2 separate regions of the Lactuca sativa genome follow, and region 2 is linked to region 1. A link is a contact called in public Hi-C data. All regions are on one chromosome and are shown on one strand. Each heading gives the region's core, a stretch centred on a gene start, on an enhancer-like site or on the middle of the called end of the contact. The rest is flanking DNA. Distances are from core to core; before and after follow the strand shown. Region 1 holds the start of LOC111885065 (ATP synthase subunit O, mitochondrial). Region 2 holds the start of LOC111885075 (E3 ubiquitin-protein ligase BIG BROTHER).

Region 1 (4,272 bases), core at 705-3,204:
AGGGGTTTGCTTCACCCTCTTACCAGCGACCGGGTGATGGGGCAGACACATTACGGACGTGTCATGACGACAATGATGACGATGATAGTGATGGGTATGGCGAAGAGTATGTTGGTTAGTTATGTTTTATTTGTTGTTACTTTTTGGGTATGTAGACTTCTTTTATTTTCGTATGTTTTAACGGTGATGTATGGGCGTATACACTCCAATTTTGTTAAACAACTCTACGACATATCTATGTAGATTTCCTTTTGGTATATATTTATTGTTGGTTCATCGTTGTATTTGTTTTATGCTTTTTGTCACACCCCTAAACCGGATGGAGGAAACGTCCGGGGGTGGAACGATGTTCACAGTATCATAATTATTGTACACATTGATACACAATTACATAAACAACCATCATCATATCATATGATTATATATTAGTTACATGACCCAAATGTTACTTAGTATCAAAATACATTACAAGGTTTGCATGTTATCAAATAAAGTAGTTCTCATAATGATATCTGGTGTCTTGTCTTCAAAAGTAGCTCCACTAACTCGAGCTTAATTGTTTCCTGAGATTACATGTCGTTCTAAAAGTCAACATAAAGTTGGGGAGTTCATAAGAGTTCAGTTATAGAAAAATCCGATATTTTTCCTTGTGTAAAAATCGTATCCTTGTAAAATGTTTTGTATTTGTATGTCTTCAGCGTAAAATAAGAATGTGTGTGTGTGGTATGTATCCAAAAGCATTAATAAAATAAAAGTTCCCATAACTTCTAAGCTTATAAAAAGTATGACTTGTCATGTGATTTTTATTATCCAAAAATCGAGTGTATAAGTAAATAATCATACTTATAAATGTTGTGTATAAGTAAATAACCATACTTATAAATGTAGTGTATAAGTAAATAACCTTACTTGTAAATGTAGTGTATAAGTAAATAACCATTCTTAAAAATGTAGTGTTTGTTCCTAGAAAATCCAATATTTCCTTTAAAGTGAGTTGTAGTCTTAAAAACCGTAAGACCAAAAATGTATAAGTATTTCTATACTTAAAATTAATAGTATTACATAGTTTTATTCTTATATAAACACAACGCAATACTCCAAAACTTACAAATTAACACTTTAACCACTTAATCAAGAAAACAACCCGAATTTGGAAAACGATTGTTACATATCCATTCAAATCTCTTGTTCTTCCTCAAGATAGCATAGAAAGGCTTGTGTCTTTCTGATGGTTTAAAAATGAATCTGTTTAAGGCCACCACTCTACCTGTCAATCTTTTAATATCTTTAGTTGAGGTTGGGGATTTAAGGTCCAAGATTGCTTTGATCTGTTTTGGACTTGCTTCTATACCTCTCTCTGTTACCATTTAGCCCAAGAATTTCCCACTCCAAAATGACATTTGGAAGATTTGAGCTTATCCAATATGTTGAATGCTTCTTCAAGATCCTTTAGGTGGTTCTCAGCTTTCTTGGACTTTACTACCATATCAGTAGCGGCAAAACAAGCCATATGTATAAAAGGGGAAGGAAAAAAGACAACTTATTTAAAACAACTTTATGTCATCCACTCAACCTATTAACCGACACCATTCTCTTATTTAACAGACAATTTAGGGGGTGTATGGTAAAAAACTTATTGCTTATTAGCTTATAGCTTATTAGCTTATTGACTTATAAGATAATAAGTTAGAATGAGTAACCTATGAAAAAATGACTTATTAATGGTTCTCACGGGAATAAGCTATTTTTATCCATAATATTTTTTTTAACTTATATCGGTGTGGAGCTGCTAACAAACTAATAAGTTATTTTAATAATAAGCTTAGCCAAACACCCCTAAAAGTTTATATACTTGTAGTGCATAAAAATCAAATGATCGGACAATTTAAAATCAAAATCAATATTTAGTTGCCATATAATGACATAATCTAAGTGTGAGGGTAAAATTGTCTAACAGGCAACGCCATCGAAGCCCTTGTGCCCAAACACAAACCCTCCGCTACTTCACCTTATTCGACAAACGTCCCCCCACAGTTTCAATTCTCCATCTCCTTCTCTTTTCTTCTCTCTGTGTGGATTCGCTTAGGCCTCGATCCAAATGGCAATGGCTGGGAGAATCAGATCAAGCGTCCCTCGCTTTACCAAGGCTCTGATGTCAGATTCTGTATCAGCTCAGAGATTGAATGTCGAACGAGCTTTGATCTGCCCTAATTTCACCGATCCCCAGGTGGTGATAATTTATTTCACTATCTTGAAATTTAGAACCAGTAAATGTTTTTTCTTCTTGCTTTGTTTTCAAGATACTGGTTTTATGCGGTTTTTGCTTTGTTATGTGATTTTTTTTTGTTTAAGCTGTATGTAGCTGATTTGACTTTTCAAATGAATAAGTATTAGTGAAATGGGACGAGGGTGGTAGTTTGTATAACGCGGATTATTTTATTTTAGAAACAGACTAGTGTATGGATAGAAAGAAATGATTCGAGTTTTTCATAGAAAACAGAAAAGAACACAGTTACTTGAATATGCAAACATGGGGTTGCAGAAGAAGCTATAGTTATGAAAAAACTTATGGTCTGAAATGAATTTGTAGTGTTTGAAGTTGATTGTTTTCATGTAAACTACCTTGTTATTGCCTCTCACATCTTTTTACCACCATATTAATGTTGTTCTATCTTATTCTTAATTATGTCTTAATGTCTTATTGCTATAACTATCTGTCATTTGTCCCAACTTAAATCAATGGGTTTTCTTCAAGTATAATCCTTAAATTACAATATCATCCATCTCTGAGCCTGAATCAACCTATCCTTGAGCAGTCTCCATACATTTAATTGATGGACATTACAATCTTGTTCAGCCAATATATATCACTGAAGGTGTTTGATTTAGCACCGATTAATATGATTAGAACATTGTTAAGATGCTGAAGTTGAGTAATTGGTAAAGGGCATTTGTTTATGGGGCAGGAGTAATAGAAAGGCCAAACAAAACTTATCATATATTCTTTTTCATTGCCCATTGTAACTGCAATGATTGAAATGCAAGTTTGCTAATTTAGGGATCATTTTATTTGCAGCAATCAAGGAACTTTGCCTCTGCTTCTCCAACAAAGGAACCAAAGATTAAGGTAATGGTGTTATTGTGTACTACTTTACTTAAATAGTTTATTTTTTGTTAATTGTAAATAAGTAAACATATAAAGTAAGTTGTTCAGGTTCCAGTGGCGATGTTTGGGGGGTCTGGAAACTACGCGTCTGCATTATATATTGCAGCTGCAAAAGCCAAAACATTGGAAAAGGTTGAAGCAGAGCTTCTTGATCTTGTTGCTGCTTCTCAGAAATCTCCAACTTTTTCACAGTTCATGAAGGATTTGGCAGTGCCAGCAGATACCCGAGTCAAGGCTATGACTCAGATCTGTGATCAAGCTAAATTTTCAGAAATCACAAAGAACTTTTTAGGTATGTAAAATGCAAAATATACCAACATTCATTTCTTTATGATTCATATTACAGCATATCACAGTTCTTGAATTTTGTTGTGATTTGTAAATTCTAATCCATCAGTTGTTCTGGCTGATAACGGGAGGCTCCGCCATGTGGACACCATTGCAAAGAGATTTTCAGACTTGACCATGGCACACAGAGGAGAAGTCAAAGCCATTGTTACCACTGTCATTGTAAGTTGCTTCCTTTTCAAACATCATTCAAATCAACAAAAGACATTTATAGCCTTATATTTGGACAACATTGATTTTGATTTAATTGGTTAGATTTATTATTTTTTTTAAAAATAGAATGCTATAATAAGAAATACTTAGTTTGGTCTTGAATTGATTTCATTCAGCCACTTCCTGCTGAAGAGGAGAAAGAACTGAAAGACACTTTACAGGAGATTCTTGGGAAAGGAAAGAAGGTTAAGCTTGAACAGAAGGTAATAATGTCATGTCATATGCTTTTGACTTTTAAGGATCATTTCTAGATGTGAAAAATCTATAGAAAGGGTAAATTACTAATTTGGTCCCTATGCTTTACACAAGATTGTAACTTCAATCCAAACTTTGAAATTGCCCCAATGTTGTATTTTGTTGCGGATATGGTCCCTGTGTCTCTCTCCAAATTGCAAGTTTACTCCAAATTTTGAAGGTCATTTTATATACACAAGGACTAAATCCGCTACAAAATGCAAATTGAAGGACAACATTGGGTTGATCTCAAAATTTGGACTGAACTTGTGGTTTTTATTAAAGCTTAGGGACCAAAGTTGTAGTTTACT
Region 2 (4,022 bases), core at 701-3,200, 430 kb before region 1:
CCGCTACAACCCAACCACACACACATGTCGACATATACATAGCTCATAAACACATACTCAATCAGCATGCAAGCACAAATCATTTAGATCAATAAGCATAACATCATCATATTTACCATGATTCAAATTAACCGATTACTACAGTACTCAATTATACGATAACTAGGATAATAATCTGAGGGGACGACCTTGGTGCCTTTGACCCAACAAGTACAGTGAGGAATACTCACCTCACAAAGTAGTGATGAACTCGTAAAATCCAACTCCAAAACTCAGCTCCAGACTCAAATACCTACAACCACCATGTGATAATTTCTATCAAAACTCTAAAATACCCAAAATTCCCTCAAAGTCAAACTTGGTCAACCATCGTCAAATTCAAAGTCAATAATCAAGGTCAACAGCCCGTGTTGACCCAACTCATCGAGTGCACATACCAACTCGTCGAGTTACTACAGTACTCAGAGAAGCGGGGAAAACCCGAGCCAACTTGATGAGTTATTAGGACAATTCGTCGAGTTCCCACAGTATCCAAAGAAGCGGGAAAACTTGAGCCAACTCACCGAGTTGTCACGACAACTCATCGAGTTTTCCCAGTCTTAACATATTCAACCCCTTCTTATCGAATCTAATGCTTAAAAATGTAGATCGGATACCCGAGGGTTGGAAACCCACGTAAAGTTGCTAACTTTAAGTCCATGCATGACACAAAAGAGGCTCCAAGACTCAAGAAAGGCTTAATAAGGGACCTAAAGCATGAAAGAGGCCTAGAACTCGATAAAGCTTACAACTTTAAGTCCAATGAGGCCATAAGATGTCCAGATCTAAAGTGGCAACTTCATGAAATACTCAACCCATGAAAATTCCAAAAAATGAGCCAAATATGACAATAAACCTCCAAGGAAGAGATCTAAGCAATAGATGAGCAATGTTTCGACTTTATACCTCAAAATGGATGCAACAAAATGGTAGGTTCTGGATCTAAAGCCTTCCTTTCAAACAAACCACTTTAAACTTCAAGCTCCTTCAAAAGAACACCAAGAAATCACTCTTCAAGCTCACACACACACAAATATGGGAGAGGATGCACGAACTAGGGTTTTCTGGATAGAGGAGACGGATAAGGAGGCCACCCAAAGGGTATAAGACCTTTAAATATGGCGAAACACCCTAAAAATTAGGGTTTCTTAATCAGCCACCAACTCGTCGAGTTGGTCCAAAAATATGTGCGACCCAAAAGTCTTCAACACGTCGAGTTGAGGCCATCAACTCAACGAGTTCCAAGGGGAATTTACCTTTTAGGAAATAAATCTCATACCTGGAAGTTGGGATGTTACATTTGGTGAGGCTCAGAGCGATCGTCCAGTTTGCCCTGTCCCTAGGGCCGATCCTGCTCATAATAAAACTAGATTTGGATAAATAAATCATCAAGGAATAATTAATGTGTACACTACATGAATGGTCCCTATGGTTTAGGGTAATTTGCGTGTTTGGTCCTTGACTTATTGTTTTAACTCGGAAGGTCCCTACTGTTTGTTTTTGTTATGCGCTTGGTCCCTGTCTTACCTAAAAAGACTATTTTGCCCTTGATTTTTTAATTTATTTAAATAAACACACCCCCAACCCCACCCCTCACATTACCTTACATACCCTATCATTTTTCTCTATTTAAATAATAATATTTTTAGGTAAGATGGAGATCAAGAAGGTAACAAAAACAAACAGTATGAACTTTACAAGTTAAAAAAATAAATTAGGGACTAAACGTATAAATTAACCAAAACCATAAAACCATTCATGTAATTTACTCTTTTGTAAATTAGTAAAAAAAGAATGGTAAAATATAATCAATATAATGGGGCGGATTGCGTGAATCAAAAGTTCGCATATAACCCAACACACCACACTACCCCCACCCCAAAATAGTGTTGAGAAAGGAGATTGTGACAGAACGGATGAGATAGAGTGACAGTCACAGTTTCCGTCTATATATGTTTACTGTATCTATACATATATAGAGAGAGAGAAAAACAAAAACACATACATATACTGTGTGGAAGATCAACCAAGAGTTTTCTTTTCCCCTTTCACTTTTTCATTTTGTCCGTTTCCTCTGCTCCGGCCGACCAACCACCGGTACAATGTTCGTCATCTCTCTCTATTTCTCTCTCCTCTCTCTAGTCTCAGTATATGTATACGTATGTAGAGATATGCATATTACTATGTGTAATGTGTGATTGCTGTATGTATCTGTTCAATCGCTTGTGAATTTTTTTTTTTTTCGTTTATGATATAGTGATCGTTTTGAGAGTTGATTTCCTTTTTATTTTATCTTCGAGTGTGTCAACGGGGAAATGTTGATGTATGAATAAGGCTACCGGCGGTTGTTTCTGGTATTCTGCCTGTAAAATTCGGTGTTACTGCGGATTTTGTTTGATCAAACTGGTAAGCGGTGTTTGAATTGGTTGATTTCTATACGAATTTCTGTGTTTTCGGCTGTAATTTGAGGGAGTTGAGGTGAAAAAGGCGTGAATATAGCAGTTTCTCGTTGGAATTAGACTAACTGCGTGTGCTTGTTTCTCGCCCTAGCACGTTGGTTGACTTGAATTTTTTTTTAGTTACTGCCGTTTTGTTTGAATAAATTGTTATGTTGAGCATGAAACTAGTTTGAATTGTGCAATGTAACATTTTTTTTAGGTCTTTTCTTTAATGGAAGGTAAAGAAGATGAACAATACGTTACTATTTCCTAGCTGTGTTGGTTTCTGCTACATGTAAAAACTGAACTCGATGTTTGTATTAGGTTTTCGCTGGTTGAGGCATTTCTTTTCAGTTAATTTGTTTCCATACACGAAATTAATTAAGGTTTTGACTTTTACGATTCATATCTGAGATGAAATTTTTATGACTCCAGCTTAGTTACTTTGTTTTGCATTTTGTCTCTGTTACATTATTTAAGAAGTCTATGTAAAGAAGTGGCATCCATAAACTTGATTTCTGCTTTTCCAAATTTGGGGTATATGTTGGTTTATGTTCAAGTGCTGATATATTTGGTTGTTTCTTGTGGAGTTTTGACTTTATGGCAGAAATTATAGTTAACTTGCATTCTGAAAAAGGTCTTTTAATGCAGTTTCTTTGGTGAAGATAATTAAAAGTATCATCCACAATGGATGGAAATGGAAATCGACAAATGGAGGTCCATTACATAAACACAGGATTCCCATACACAGTCCCTGAGAGCTTCATGGACTTCTTTGATGGAATTTCACATCAAACTTCACATTTTCCTCATTCGGGTCCTATCCATGATCAGGTTGTTTTGCTTTAACAATTCATTACCCTTTTAGAAGTATGATTCTTTACATGGCTTTCTGCTATGTGATACTGATACTAGAGTTTCCTTGATACTTTTGTTTATAGGAGCATGCATATTGGGCAATGAATATGAGTTCATACAAATACGGATTACCATTACCTGGTATTGGAAATGTACCTTATTATGATCCATATGAAGTTCACAATTATGCACCAAGAATGGATATGAATCGAAGTGCATGGGAGTATCCTGTAATGATGAATGTCACAGAATCTGCTACCACAGATGTCCAATCAGCTGAGAATTCAGTTCCAAGCATGCAAGCTATTCCTGAAGAATGTCAGTTCCTGTTTTTATGTTTCCAGCTTCAAGAAATAGCAATGTACTTTCTTTTATTTGTGTTTATTATAGCATCGTTTCCTCCTCTTACAGTTATTATCCAAATGCAAAGCAATTTTCATTGCTACAATTCAGTAGATTTTTCAAATATAGAAAATTTGAAAATACAATGTTGTAAATTAATAGAAAGAAATGAAATAGGATGCTATAATATAATGCACAGCTAAATGAAAGTGTGTTGCATTTATCCCTGAGCTTAAATCTTCATTTCAGCACTGGTGAATGATCAGCTATCTTTCTGTATTTTGCAGGTAGCCCAAATCATGACAGTGCTTCTAGTTCTCAGGTATTAAGTTTTATTATTTATTT

Evidence for each region. A called contact is a pair of places that touch in the nucleus more often than the background predicts.
Region 2: a contact with region 1 is called in a Hi-C map of seed, with 4 times the contacts expected there. The contact joins the promoter of LOC111885075 here to the promoter of LOC111885065 in region 1. A contact is called at or near these places in 2 of 4 Hi-C or Micro-C datasets (leaf and seed).

What each region holds. Positions count from the first base shown.
Region 1 is chr1:168,937,865-168,942,136 of Lsat_Salinas_v11, reverse strand. It overlaps LOC111885065 (ATP synthase subunit O, mitochondrial), which reads left to right and starts at 1,954. Exons shown (of 6, transcript XM_052764422.1): 1 at 1,954-2,227; 2 at 3,077-3,127; 3 at 3,215-3,458; 4 at 3,564-3,676; 5 at 3,844-3,930. The coding sequence starts at 2,099.
Region 2 is chr1:169,368,064-169,372,085 of Lsat_Salinas_v11, reverse strand. LOC111885075 (E3 ubiquitin-protein ligase BIG BROTHER) reads left to right here and starts at 1,950. Exons shown (of 8, transcript XM_052764425.1): 1 at 1,950-2,136; 2 at 3,129-3,311; 3 at 3,419-3,653; 4 at 3,965-3,999. The coding sequence starts at 3,165.